Regions from separate parts of the Gossypium arboreum genome. Here region 1 is linked to region 2. A link is a contact called in public Hi-C data. All regions are on one chromosome and are shown on one strand. Each heading gives the region's core, a stretch centred on a gene start, on an enhancer-like site or on the middle of the called end of the contact. The rest is flanking DNA. Distances are from core to core; before and after follow the strand shown.

Region 1 (7,549 bases), core at 2,536-5,035, 40 kb after region 2:
CACATAAAATCTTATAATATAATTATTTAATTAATAAATACCTTTTATAAATAATTAATATCTATTAATACTTAAATACAAGCATTACAAGTGTATGTATTTTTATTTTTTATTTTTATTAATACACTTGTACCCAATCATTACCACACATTTGTCTTACTTTTATTTATTTATCATATAATATTAATTTAATAATAATAAATACACTAATATTTACTTAAATAATAAGCAAATACATACATGTATTACAAATGTGTGTATTATATTTGTTACATTTGTATTTTATTTTTGCCATATACTTAGCGCTCTTTTTGGCTTATTTACTTATTTAGTCCTTTCAATTTTCTTTATTCTATAATTAAACTTTCACACTTCATTATCCAATTATCCTTAATTTAAGCTAGTTCACTTAATTAAACTCTAATTAACCACTCGATTAAATTTGTAAATATTTTTAATAAATATTTACTAATCCATTTTTCAGAAATGGAGACCCAAAAATACACTTTTTCGGTAACGGTAAAATTCGGGTCATTACAGTACTAGTAGACTTCAAATTACACCAACAGAAAGATAAAAATATTAGTTTATCTAAAGTTTTCAATATTGCTATTCTGGTAGAAAATAGTGGTAATTTATTTTAAGAATAAATTCTATTTTCTAGGAATTGCAATTCTACCGATTTCTATTTAAGAGAGATTTACTTTCCCACTGAGAGTAAAGAAAATATTTCTAGTTTTGTGTTTGATTCAATTTGTTCGAGTCCACACTCGAAGCAGTTCGTGGTATGAGAATAGCAGGGAAGATCGTTTGGTTGAAAGTTAGGAACGACGAGGATTTGTCTATCTGAAAACATAGGTACGAATTCGGTCTAAGGTTTATTGCTACAAATATAAAAAACCAGGTTGATTTTCAAAATTTTTATTTTTCGCTATGCAAGAAAACTATTTTCAAACTGGATTTTTTCCAACAGGAATAGCTTACTAAGTGTAGATTGAGATAGTAATGAAGGCTAAGTAAAGGGAAATGCATGTTTAACAAATGTAACATGTCTATATATATATATATATATATATATATATTACCTAAAAGATCCAAGCAATGATAGTTATTGAGGCAAGATGTGGAGAATGTAGCTGATTGGCACTTTGCAATGCCCACTAAAAGTTGCCATTGAGCCATTTTATTACTTGCCTTATTTGGATTGGTAATTTAATGAAGAAAATCTATAGTCCAGTTAATGTGTTGTTATTTTGAAGATATTATGGTCTATTTATAGAAACCAATCCTTGGCTTTTGAAGATTGGATTGGTTTTAGGTGAATCAATTCAACTCTTGGAATGTAAAAAATTGATTGAGATTGAGTTGTTGATTTGGAGATCATATCTTCGATTGATTGTGTTTTGAATGTTAATGATATAATAGTTATTTTCGAAGTTACTTTGTATTCACTTAGCTTCTACGTTAGCAAGCCGAAATTAATATATGTTTTGAGGCTTGTCTAAGTTTTGTAAGAGAGTTTATTGAGTGCATTCTAATTTGTCCATTTGAGGAACTATTTTTGTAAGAGAGTGCAAATTGTTATTGTAAACGCTGTTGAGTATTTATTGTCCAAGTTCCTAAGGGGAGGATTTGGAGGTGAGTGTTCTAGTCTTTAGGTACAAATATGAGATCTCTGTACTTGAGGAATGGTAGAGTGTGAATCATTTTTTGTATTGTGGATTAAAGATAGTGAAATTACTTGTTGAGCTAAGCTTCGCAGATGTAGGAAAACAGAACTGCGTAAACAAACCTTGATGTTCTTTGTAATTTTGTTTACACAGTTTTCGCAGTGCTAAGCCATAATGGCCACTACTTTCTTGCAAATCCATTACATTCATTTCAGCAAACAAGTAACTTAAAGTAGCAACAATTGATATCAGAGCAGACACTTAACATGTCTAGTGGTGAATCCTAGTGCTATTATTTGTTTATAATAGAAGGTTATTCAATTATCGTCCCCTTATACTTGAGAATGGTAATTATCGCTACTGGAAGGCTATAATCAAAGCTTATTCTAAGTCTGTTGATAAGAGAGCATGGCATTTTATTCACATTGGTTGGCAAGCCTCTGCCGGTAATTCTGATGTTGGACAGGTTCCTAAGCTTGAGGTTGAATGGACTACTAAGTAAGAGAGAGTTGTTAATGCAAGCTTTAAGGCCATATATGTTATATTTTATGGTATTGACATGCAAGATTTCAAATGTATTTCCAAGTGCATTATTGCAAAGGAAGCTTAGAAAATTCTCTAAACTGCTCACGGGGAACATATATTATCAAACAATGCAAGATGCATGCCAACCACCAAGTTTGAAACCTTAAGAATGCAAGATCATTCTACTTACTCAGAAATTTAATAAAGCTTTTAAAAATCAAGTTAAGAGGTTTAAGAAGTTTAAAACATCAAAAAGCACTCCAAGAACAAGAGCAAATGTGTTGCTATCGAAGAGGAGAATGAGAAAGAATAGAAGAAGGGCATTTAGTGTCATGAATGCCTTGGATATGGTCATATTCAAGCTGAGTGTGCTAACACTCTTAAGAAAAAAAAGAAGGTGTTGTGTGCTCTGTGGAGTGATGAAAACACTTCTAACAATTTTGAGTCTAATGAGGATCAAGTGAATAACTATGTAGTCTTTGCTTCAAGTGTGGTTTCTGATTCTGAGACTGATGATGATTTTGATAAAGGTTCTGATAGGGAATTTCTAAAAACATATAAAACCATGTTGAGTAAATGGGAACAAGTATGTGAGTTGAACTGTAACGCCCTGAAAAAAATATATTTATGTTTCTATAAATATTCAACACAACTGTCTATCTGCTTCAATGGTTAAGTGTTCTGGGTGTGTGTGTGAGGTCTTGGGTTCAAGTCTCACATTTGCTAAATTTTTTTTTTTTTGGGATCTAAGCCCTATCTTTGGTCAGTGGGCTTATATTAATTTGTCTGTTAAATTATATCAGAATAAGCCTGTTGGTTCGAGTGGCAAGGAGTTGGTGTGTTGGAGGTCCTGAGTTTAAATTTTCGGGCGAGCGTAGATGTTATTTTTGGCTCGGTTATGGGCAAGTATTTCGGTGGAGTTGGGATTCTGAGGTGGTTGAGATGTAGTGGGATAGTGGGGACTTAGGATTTGAGGGGTTATCGAAATATTTTATTTTTTATTTTTGTTTTCAAATTTCGTTTTCTCTCTCATCCAAACTCTCTGACATTTCTGCTTCCTCTTTCTGCATTTTCTTTTACGTTTGTTTTCTTCCCTTTTTGTTCAACCAATCGTTCGCTTTTATCCTTGGGACTCAGTGTATCATTTATCTTGGTAAGTTGTAGATTCATCTTGTAGCATTCGTTCTTTTAAATGGGTGTTAGTATTTTATGGTTTGGGAAAATAATCTTAGTGAGTGTCTATTATGTTGGAGAAGATCGTGAGGCTGTGGATTTTGTCACTACAGTTTAGTTCGTATTGGTGATTTTCGCTCATTGACGATAAGTTAGTTTCGTGTTACTTCCTTGTTATCGAATTCATTAGTCAATCTGCTAAATCGTTGTTCGGTATTTTGTTTTTAGGCTTTGGAAGGTTCAAGAGTGTTTTTACAATGAAATGGTACCAGGTGTGTACTTGAAATGCAGAAAAAAGAGTGTTGGTAAAAGTCGAAAAACCTTACTGCCAAGGCCACACGGGCGTGTGTAGTCACCCGTGTGCAAGAACACGATCGTGCGATTGACGAAGTCATGGCCGTGCACAGCACACAGCCGTGTGGTGGCTCGAGTGTAGTAGTGTGAGCCACACGGTTTAGCCAAGTTGGGCGTGTGGGCCCACACAGGCATGACACACGAGCTTGTGGATTTTGGGCCAGGCTGTGTGGGCCACACGGGCAAGGCTAACCTGCGAGTGTAGGCCACACAAGCGTGTGGGCCCACACGGGCATGTGGGCTCATAATTCTGAAATCTTCCCTAGGGTCGCACAGGTCGCTCCGATCCACTGTGGGCCTATTGTAGGGTCGGTAAGGGCTATTTAAACCTTTTTAGATGTTATGCTATTCTGATAGAATGATTTGAATAGTATACTAAATGTATGTATGACTATACTGCCACATGTATATCTGTTATTTGTTTAAAAGCATGCCGAGCATGTTTAATTTGATAATTTTGTATTTGATTTTCTGTAGCTGATTTGGGGTGGGATTTTTATTTGAGGAGGACGTATTCTAATAGGAGTTAATCGCCTATACTCTGGCAGGATGGCTGCATATAATTTGATACGTGTCTTAATGGCACAAGTTGGTGTGTAGAGATGGGTGAGTGTTTTTAACCCCACATGGTGTGATGGGATGACCAGAGATTGTATGTAGAGGATGAGGGTAGGATTTATGCATGTCTGCTTCTGGATCTGATTCTGAATCTGAAACCATATCTGCTCCTGACTGTGTTTATAAATTTGTGTGTTTGCATGCTTAATTATGTTTGGTTACACACTGAGTTTACGTAAACTCACTTCTGTTTGTCTATTTTGTCAGGTAATCTACAGACTTAGGCGGATTGGTGTAGCAGAGACTCAGCGATGACCACTCTTCCGTAAAACTGCTTAAAGTTATTGTTTATGGCTTTTATTTACAATTTTGACTTTATTTGGAGAGTTTGTCAATTCCGGAACTCTCTGGACTTTATGATTTTTGACTGTTGATCAAAGTTTTCTGAAAATATGAACTAGGTTTTTGAAGTTAAATGGTTTTACAAATCAATTTTTAAGACAAATTAACTAAGTAAATAACATTTTGACAATGGATATAAGCAAATTGAGATTGAAAATTAAAAAGGCTTGGTCGTGATGATTACGTTTCAAAACCCATTCCTTGTGACACCTACTAATTCGGCCATAACGTCTAGGCCGGGTTTGGGGTGTTACATGAACACTCAATTGTCACAAGAGAATGCTCAACTGAAGGAAGAAAACAGAAAGTTGATCAAACATGTTAAAGCTAAGGAGTCTTTTCTGACGGAAGAGTTAGACAATCTTGTCAATACAAAGAAAGAGTTGGTTGAAACTAAATTGCTTCTAGAGAAATTCAAAGTTGGGAGTAATAAATTAGATGAAATACTTTCCTTTGGTAGAATAGATCTAGTAAGAGGTGGACTACAATTTGTCAACAAAGGGAAAGCTGTCATGGAAAGTTTAGTTGTGTTTGTGAAAGCATCAAAACAAATTGAAATTGGTGAATGTTTAACCATGGCTATTGTGATTAAGACTGACAAAAAGGAATTGATCTACCATAAATTGATATGGTAAATTAAGTTCTTTTTGACACTTAATGAGCTTGCGTTTAATCATTTTATGGTTTTATTTTGTTATTTTTAATAGTTATTAAATTTTCACCTTAGTATTTAATTATGTGTGTTTTGTGTATTTTATGACCAAAATGGAAAAATCTTGTCTTTTGAAGTTTAACGATTAATATTAGCTTGTGTGGAAAGTGCCTAAGGAAATAACGTGAAGAAGCCTTGATGTTGTCCTCCAGGTCGTGACACCAGACTCTTGGTGTCGCATTACTGAAGTTGTTTGTCACCTTAAGAGTTTGAATTTTAAGGGATAACACGATGCACATGAACTAGTATTTGTTTGTAATTTTCTCTGCTCGATGCATTTTCAACTTGATTGTTCTTGAATGAGGTCCTAACCGTGAATAAAGTTGGCATGAAAGACTAATATCACCACATGGTTGTTTTTGGACAGTTGCATGAGCAAAAGCATTAACTTCCATCATCAAATTCTATTGCCTAACTTCAACATCTAATAAAATTGTGGTAACTCCTTGAATACCATAGGGTACTTGGTTTGCAATTCTGGTGGAAGCCCATTAAGCATGGCTGTGATTTGTTCGTGTACACTAATAAACTCTGCGCAACAAACCAACTTATCACAAAAGTGTCTTGCTCTTCATTAAAAATCCTTTCACAAACAAGTCACCTTTATGCTGAGAACGCAAAGCAATCCTATATAAAATAACTTGAGCATGATCTCACTACTGTGTATATTGCTCAACGTCTGCCAAATCTGATATGTAGAATCATGCCCAATCAAATAAGGAAAAACACTTTTGACTTGTAGAGGATAATAAAGATGAGGCAAGTGCACTGTCTTGCTACTCAAAGTGCTCAAACTTGCCAGACCATTTGTACTGAGGAGGTGGAACAATAGAGCCATCGATGAACTTCTATAATTTGTGTGTTTTAAGAGCAAGAACTTGTTGATGCTATAAACGATAGTTGGAGTCAATCTGATTAAATTTCAAAATTTTAAAAATCACCATATCATAAGATTAGCTGTCACAACTTACATCTTTTAATTAATATTAGCATGGTGATGTGACATCGAATGGGTAAGAACTACAACCTTTCTTTTCTTATTTCCTTTTAAAAGGATGATCTAAACAGTTCAATTGGTTACTTGAACAATAATTAATTAATTAATTAAAATTAAATTATTAAATCAATTCAACTGTTTATTTTTATCTCAAATTTTGAGTTTTATTACTTCAAACAGTTTTAAATTTAATCAATTTAACCCCTTCGCTAAAACCAATATATAAACCGATTCTTAATCCAATTAATCTGACTAACCAATTCAATTTTATTTCAAAAACACTAATCACATCCTCGAATATGGACAAATACATACACACACGGTCCAACTAATTAATCCAATCCCCACACGCTTACACAAACATAATCCGGTTCATACAGAATGCCCTTAAAAAGTGTCTGAAATTTCAGATCAAAATGATATGGAAGGAAAAATTAGCTCGAGAGTTTAATTGAATAGAATTGTAAGGGTATTAAGTTATTTTTATAAGAATTAGTCTTGAAGATGATTTCTTCCCTGTAAACTAACGGGGATACAATCTCTATAAAATAAATCAGGATTGAATCCATTTAATTACCTGTAAAAGCTAGCACTGAGCTCAACACCTCAATCTTATTTTAAGCAACTTCGGCTAATGAAGTAAAGAATCTATCACTGAAATTGTACGTTAAAACTTTGTTGTGAACCACAGGTGGATTCAATATCCCCAATCAAAACCCGGTTACAGTTCATTTACCAGCTCAGGTTAGCTACACCTATTTCCCATTACCGTGTGAACCAAGAACCTGGTAGACAAGTTCCTCTGACAGTTCTTTCTTTGCCTGGTTAAGTAAGAATCATATTAGGATGAATCAGTGAACCTTGGATGAAAAAGTACAAAAAAGAGAGCAAATGCTAACCTGAAAGTGTCTCATATGCAGTATAGGCTGACATCCAACATCTGCAATAGATTTTCCTTGCGGGGTTTGCGACTTGAATCGTTCGGTTTCGTATGCTTTAAGATTGTTTCTTTCATCAGGTAAATGGTGGCAAACGTTTAAGAGCGAGCCAAGAGAGTTCATCTGTCAGGTAAAGAGTTTAACCAAATATGAGAAGCTTTAACTTAAAGTAAACATTAACCTATTTCCTCGTAATAACAAATCAAATCCGAAAATGCTA
Region 2 (7,551 bases), core at 3,675-6,174:
AGATTCAGAGTTTTTGTTTAATAGAACTAAAAAAAAAAAAAACAAAATATTAGAAGAAAACAAGATAATTAGAGAGATTTCTGAGCTAAAAATTCAATATGAAGCCATGTTTGATTTCTTATTTAAAGATTATCTAAGAGCATTCATCTTGTTCCTGAGATAGTAAAGCTTGGCTCTTCTCACTTTTTTCTTGTCCAGCACCTTTATCTCCTTTATGTTAGGGGAATACCTGTCATCCATTACAAATCTTAATTAGCCAAAGTGTAAGCAAATTTATCAGATAATCATAAGATATGTTACTCGGACTTTTTTTTTCTTCTTGAAATACCCATACAGGGTTGTTGATATAACCCTCCAAAGATTCTCTAAATACATGAGAAAACTTAAGAGAAAAACATATTCATGTTTGGACGCATACCTATATCCAACATTCAAATCTAAGTCCAAGTAATATAGATCATTAGAACTAAAAGATTGTTTTCGAACTTCTTTCCATAGCAAATCACTTGTCAGTCATTTGAAATGGAAAGAACGCACAAGGTATAAGGATTTAGGATTGTTGATGCGAAGTAAGAGGTGGGGAGAAGGAAGAGTTGAAGTGGAAGGAGGTTCTCACAGGATTAGATGTCCAGACAGCCTAGAAAGAGTGTTTGTCCCTTTCTCCTAACGAGTATATAGATATTCATAGGACAGGTGTCCTACCAGTACTTGAGAGCTGGATCACGTGGTCTAGCCTACACGTGTGTTATGATTTGGCTCTTAAGTCACGCTGTTTCACAAGGTTCTCCTGATATGTATAATGATGGGTCAGCGTACTTCACAAATGGCAGATGGTCCATGCCAAGGTTCCTGTTATTGGTGAGGTGGTGAGCTTTGGCGGGATGAACATCTGATGTGGTTCCATTGAAGCAGGGTAAGGCACATACCAAGCATATTATGAGAAATCACAAAAATCACCTAGAATTCTTGGTTAGCAATTGTGATAAACAAGCATACCAGAAAGAACAAAAATAAACAGCCTATTTTATTTGGTCGTAAAACAGAAATGATTCTCATAACTGAACCTAAATCTGAATTGGAGGATGAAAGATGCAGTTAAAATTAAACCATTCATTAGGGGTGCTTGTTTCTAGTTTGGATAAGAGGCATTGTGCATGTCCTTATTTATTATAGAATCTCTTAGGACTGATAAAGTTGAATAACAAAAACTCCCATATGGAAGCTGGTTTACAGAAACAACTATTGGGAGTAGTAGATTAGATACACTCAGTTCACAACACGATTGATGGGAAAGTCAAACTCAATCGTCTTCCCTTTACCTCAGTTCCTGTAACAACTCAGTTCATCAAAGGGAAATTGAAACCTTGGAACTTGTTAGAGAGCGACTGAAATCTCTTTAGGGTTTTTGATAAAAGTTCTGCCTAGGTTTTATTATTCCATATGTCCTTTTAAATAACGACTGGACTTATCACATAACTAAGACCCTATTCTAAAAAGGAAATAGATCTACTGAAATAAAAGTAGAGTAAAAGAACCTAAGGGGAAAAAAAGAGTAAAAGCGCAACTGAGCCTTAACTAAAGAATCCAAATTAACAACGTAGGTTTGGCCCATAACATTACCAACCTCCAGCAAAAAGAACTAGTCCTCAAGCTCGAAATTATGATTTCCAGCCAAAAGAACTTCTAACATTGATGCCTAAATGTATATGGTTCATCGCAATTACAACACAGGCCATTTGCCTTTCTCTCTGTCATTTCTTCCATTGACTATAAAAGTTGTAGATGAACTTACGAAGTTTGCTCCAATAGTTCCCCCTAATAGATTGTCACCCTCATTACCTTGCCAAGTTCCTCTGCAGTTATTTCTGACATGTAGCATTTGTTGCTTCTACTGAAAAGCTCTAGCGAGACTCATAGCCATGTCTAAATCAAGAGGCTTGTGAGTTTGAACATCCAATTGAATGGCATCATCCTGCCATGAATAACCCAACATGTTGGTCTACCTGAATGTACTAGCTAGCTCGTGCTAACTTCTCTTGGAATTGTCGCTGATAAAATTCCACTGTTCTTGTTTGTTTCAAACTAACCAAATCTCCTAAAGGGTTGCTGCCTACCGGCGGACCTAAACAAAAGGAGCAGTAATTACAAAATTCTAGCCAGTTCATCACATGCCCCTCCAGTTTAATCTAATAATACCGAAGCTATCTCTCCCCCAACATGTGGAAGGCTGCCAAACTTACCTTGTCTGTCTCATTAGTCTGTTGATTTTCAAAAAATTGTTTGCACCCACGCAACTAGATCAAAGGACTCGACCCATTGAAAGTAGAGAAATCCAATTTTGAATACCTAGAAACAGCTCCCCCAATTGGTGAAATGACACCACCTTGCAGTGGCGGCACCCTGCCACCTCCAACAGCCAGTAGGAAAGGCGCTTGGTCTAGTCCAGTTGCAATACTACTTGCACTACCATCCCCAATTATTGCTTTACCCAAATAATAAATTAGGGTTCTGATTTGTTAGTGGAAGAGGGTTTTCATCTGTTCCTAGAATTGTAGAGTCATTTGCTGAAGGTGGTTGTCTACACAGCCTTTTAGCTTGGTAAACCTAGCTTCAACAGGGATTCTGACATAGCTTGCTCTTCTTGTAACAACATAGTACATCGTTGCCTGTTGTGGTAGGCTTTGGTACGAAATTGTTATGATAGTACATCATTGCCTATTGTGATGGGCTTTGGTACCAAATTGTTATGATAGTACATCATTGCCTATTGTGATTGGCTTTGGTACCAAATTGTTATGAATACACAAACAAGATTGAGTCACAGCGTGATCGATGGGAAAATTAAAGTCGATTGTCCTCCCTTTATCTCAATTCCTGTAACAATTTATTGTGATTGATAGTTTAACTCTTCAAAGGGAGACTAAAACCTTAGGACTCTTTAGAGAGAGACCAAAATCTCTTTAGGGTTTTTATAGAAATTCTGCTTAGGTTTAATATGTCCTAAGGACAAGTCTTATTAGATAAATAGGAACCTTATTCTAGAAAATAAATAAATCAACTGAAATAAAAGCACAACAGAAAAAAGAAAACCCTAAGGTTTGAACCTTGAACAAAAATAAAAGCACTACCTAAGCCTTAATTAAAAAATCAAAATCAATGGCCTTTCCTAAACAGGTTCAGCCTATAACACACTCATGCTTGAAATAACTATGTAAATAAAACTTGAGGAAATTGAATATCAGCATGAACTACCAGAAACCTTCATTATTCACACTTTGTGATACACCTCTAGCAGCAATGAAATCATACAAGAGCACAGCTCTTGGAAACAACATTGAAGCAAACACTTTTATAGTGAGTTATGTGATAGATATGCTTTTCCCAAATTCCCATATCTTTAATAACATATATCCTAAAGTACGGATATTCCTTTCCCTTATCTTCAATAACATATCTTGTGGAAAAATTTGTTTCAAAGCAAACCTAATTTACACGATACAGATTCTAGTAATAACTTCTGCATAATACATAACCATATTTCTCAATGCTAAGTATTTCATCGATATAGTCAACCTCAAAGTTCTTACATAAACATCGGTGCAACTTCATTGCATTTTGCTTACAGGTAATCCAACAAAACATTAACATGTTTTCTTTCTAAGCTGATACGTCAATGTCAAGTAACAAACAACAAGCTTTTGAAGCCTAATAGAATTAGGAGGACCATAAACATGAATGATACTTACAGTGGGAAGAGAGATTCAACCCCAACTCCGGCAACCATTCTCCTTATCCGGAACGTTGTATTCAGGCCAGCATTACGTCTAGCTATAACGATACCTTTTATGGTTGAAACACGTCGCTTGTTTTCAGGTACTTCCTGCTCTCACCAACAGCACATCAATTACCTTAATCTGCTCAAAAACATATTAACAATCATATGTAATAATAACACCTCCAATCTAAGAAACATATCATACCACTTTGAGTTGCACAATGTAGCCAGGCTTTATTTCAGGTATCTCCCTTTGGCCCTTTACTTCCTCCACTGCTTCCTTATCCACAATCTGCAAGTACATAAACCATACTAGCATTTAGCCGGTCCGAAATTCAAATAATAATAAAAAAAGAACAAGAACATTAGAGAAAGGAACTTTCCTGCATTATGTGCCTGGCAGTTTTGTCAAGCCTTTTAAATTTAATTCGAGTAGGCACATCAGTGACAGATTCAGAAGAATCCATTGTAGGTGAGGCAGCTGTTGTCATATATCTGCTAGAAGATGAAGACATCATTGCAGCCAATCGAGACAAACTTGGAATCAAACATCCACCAGAACTGCTGGGAGACATCAATTCTTTTGTTTGGGATCCAATTCTTGTCTGCTTAAAACAATTTGCAAGCTTTAATAAAAAAAATCCCCCCAAATTTACCTCAAAATTAAAGTTATACGGAACATTAGAAACAAAGTGACTAGCAACATTTTAACTATCAAATTATATACTTTTGAGGCAAGAAAATCACTTATGCAATAAAACCCAAAAAAATTTGAAGCAAAGAAAAATAACCCATACTCCTAGAAGTTGCAGGAGATGATTCTCGGAAGAGATTGAATCGTTCGTTTCATGGATTAGGCTGTTGCTACTTTGAGTAGGCAGAAAAGCTCTGGTAGAGGCTTTGAAATGTGCACTGTTCCATCTGCAGAAACCTTGTCTTTGACCCAAGCGGATAATCCCACTAATGAACGACTGCATTATTGCTGCCCCTCACCCCTGTTTGGTTGCTGAGAAAACAGGAGAAAATGATGGAAAAAATAATTAGTACGAAATTCCTGCAAAATCAACGATCCCCGAAACTCAAAACCCTCCCTAGAGCGGTCTGGGGTTTAATGATCGATAATTGTTATGACAAAATTACCCCTAGTTTGATTGGGAATTACCGCATTGATCCAAGTACTTTAACTATGAATGCCAAGCTCAGCCCAGCCCATCTCATTAAATGCACAATTAATTTTTGGATAATATAATTTTTAGTCTCTAAATTTGACAATTAGGTCTACTTTGGTATCTATACTATTTTATCCACTTTAATCCTTGAACTTGAAAATTAGATTTATTTTATATTTGAACTTGGATTTTGTCAAGATTTAACGATGTGACCAGTGTTATTAGAACAAGACTAGATCAGGCAGACCTAAATTGATCGATAAATAGTCTAAACAAAAGGATTGAATCAATTGACTCAAAAATTATTTGAAATTAGTAAAAACAGAAAAAAAAAGTGGGACAAAAAAAATCAAGATTTAACCAATTTAATGGTTTTTTATTTTAATGTCTTTAGATTTTATGAATTTTATTTATTTCTTTAATTATTGTTGGTTCGACAATCGAACCAGTTGAATTAAAAACTGGTGGTCTAACCTGTTCAAAACTGATCTAGTTAATAAAACACTAACGCTACGTTTGGTTCACTGTAATGAAATAGGGCTGTAATTGAATAGAGTTGTAATTGAATAGAGCTGTAATTGAATGGAGTTGTAATTAGTAATTCAACTATTTGGTTGAATGGAATGGAATAGAACTGTAATAGTATTCTTGTGTTTGGTTGAATGAAATAAAGTTATAATAGCAAAAGGAAAAAAATTAAAATAACTAGAATACCCTTAGCGAATTTTTTAGGTAGATGACTATTGTTATTGTTATTAAATTTTAATAAGATTGTTATTGAAAATAATTTAATAAAATAATAAATAATTTAATCATATTTTAACATAATTATTATTAAATATAATTTAATAACATTCTTAATATAATTATTATTATATGAATTAAAAAATCAAAATATATAATACTATAAAATATATAATCTACTTTCTTATTTTTAAATAGCAATACATATTTAATGTGCTAAAATATCATTAGATCGAATTAAATCACCGAGACAATCTCTTATAATATAGAAATTTAGATTGGACCGACATGCAATGAGATTAGTTGCCAAGAGTCCATATTTAGTTTATTCTCTATTATTCTAAATATATTATTATATTATTGTTTAAATGGAATTGTTATACACCTTTTACGTTAGTAAGTTTCAAATATAGATCTATTTAAGGGAGATTTGTATAGGTTTTTGTACTGATAAATTTTAGCACTTATTTTATTTATGTTAGGGAACTTTTCTTAGAGCTCAAATTGTTAGTAAAATCAGTTGTGTTGTAATTTTACTTGTTGAATTCACAGGGGTAAACTTAATGGCGAAAGTATTGTTCTTCAAGATTCGAAAGTAAGAAGAATTATCACGAAATATGTGATAGGTTAAGTTTACTTGTTGTAATTGTTAGAGAGAGTGAATATTGCTCACTAAATTAAGTTTCGCAAATATAGAGAAACCGAATTGTGTAAATAATTCTTATGTTTTGTGTGTTTTCAATTTCCAAATTTGGAGTCAGAAAAGTGCTCACTGTCGCGTCACTCCTTCAAGTGCAAAATCACTACTAACGATTTAATAATTACAATCTACATTGCATTTTACATTTAATATTAAAAAATTGTACAAATTAACCTTTATAAGATAAATAAAAGTTAAAATTAATATTTTTATTAAATATTCCATCAATTTGTACTTTCTTTCTTTAATAATGTCGAATTAAATGAGGATTAAGATTATATTTTCAATTACCCATTTATCGTTTTTAAAAAGATTTTTTCCATAAAATAAAAATTAGATTTAATTTGTTTTCAAATACAAATTAATTCAACCTTCAATATTACCTCCTATCATTGTTTAACAGTGAATTTTATTAACAAAAGAACTAATTCACAAAAGGTTGGTTCTAATTCACAACACTCAATAAAAAATTCGCCCACCGGTGGTCTCCACAATAAGATGATTCATGCTCACCAATAGCAACAAGTAAGCTCGTCCTTTAGGCCCTGTATGCATCAATCAGAACTTGTCAACTCGGGTTTTAGATGTTAACCATTTACATGCTATGTTTGAGGTTTAGACAAAATGAATTGGCCATATCTGGTTGAGGATATATCCGGATTGCAAATAATTAATCTAGGACATGCTTTGTTCTAAGCCATCTCTGGTTAAGGATATATCCGGATTGCAAATAATTAATGTAGGACATGCTTTGTTCTAACTTCTAACAAAGACAACTTGCCAAGGCAATAAATGTTCCCGATTAAACCAATGGAATATATCGATTATGTGGCTTCTAACTTTACATTTTTCTTGAAATATCAGATCCGCACATGCATCCAATGCATATTCGAATATGGGTATAAGTATATAATCCTCCCAAAACACGTATCTGGACATGATCCTCTTAAGACCCATCTAAGTATATGAAAATCTTGAAAAAGAAACTGAATATATCATACCAGACAGAAATCCATGTTCAATGTTACACCAAAAGCCGTAGGAATATAAAAAAATATAATCAAACTACAGAAAAATAATAGGATGCGGTGCATTACCTAAGCCCAGGGCTTCAATTTCATCTTGGTAGAAGTAATTATAACCTTTTCTTTTTCTTTCTTGTT

The links. A called contact is a pair of places that touch in the nucleus more often than the background predicts.
Region 1: a Hi-C map of leaf shows a contact between it and region 2, with 2.2 times the contacts expected there. The contact joins the enhancer-like site here to the promoter of LOC108455134 in region 2. A contact is called at or near these places in 2 of 5 Hi-C or Micro-C datasets (both in leaf).

Annotation. Positions count from the first base shown.
Region 1 is chr7:98,651,771-98,659,319 of ASM2569848v2, forward strand. It overlaps LOC108457972 (quinolinate synthase, chloroplastic), which reads right to left. Exons shown (of 7, transcript XM_017757199.2): 6 at 7,291-7,452; 7 at 6,838-7,212. The coding sequence ends at 7,147. Among protein-coding and RNA genes, the nearest start is that of LOC108457972, 8.2 kb to the right of the region's middle. Within about 2 kb of position 3,786, at least 1 of the 2 cell types and tissues checked has an H3K27ac peak or open chromatin away from gene starts, as enhancers often do. A contact at or near this core is called in leaf, where this site is marked.
Region 2 is chr7:98,611,090-98,618,640 of ASM2569848v2, forward strand. It overlaps LOC108455134 (50S ribosomal protein L19-1, chloroplastic-like), which reads right to left and starts at 4,925. Exons shown (of 5, transcript XM_017753765.2): 1 at 4,573-4,925; 2 at 4,159-4,380; 3 at 3,981-4,067; 4 at 3,747-3,880; 5 at 1-229. The coding sequence starts at 4,752. The coding sequence ends at 130. It overlaps LOC128295309 (a long non-coding RNA gene), which reads right to left. Exons shown (of 2, transcript XR_008285668.1): 1 at 7,486-7,551; 2 at 6,781-6,933.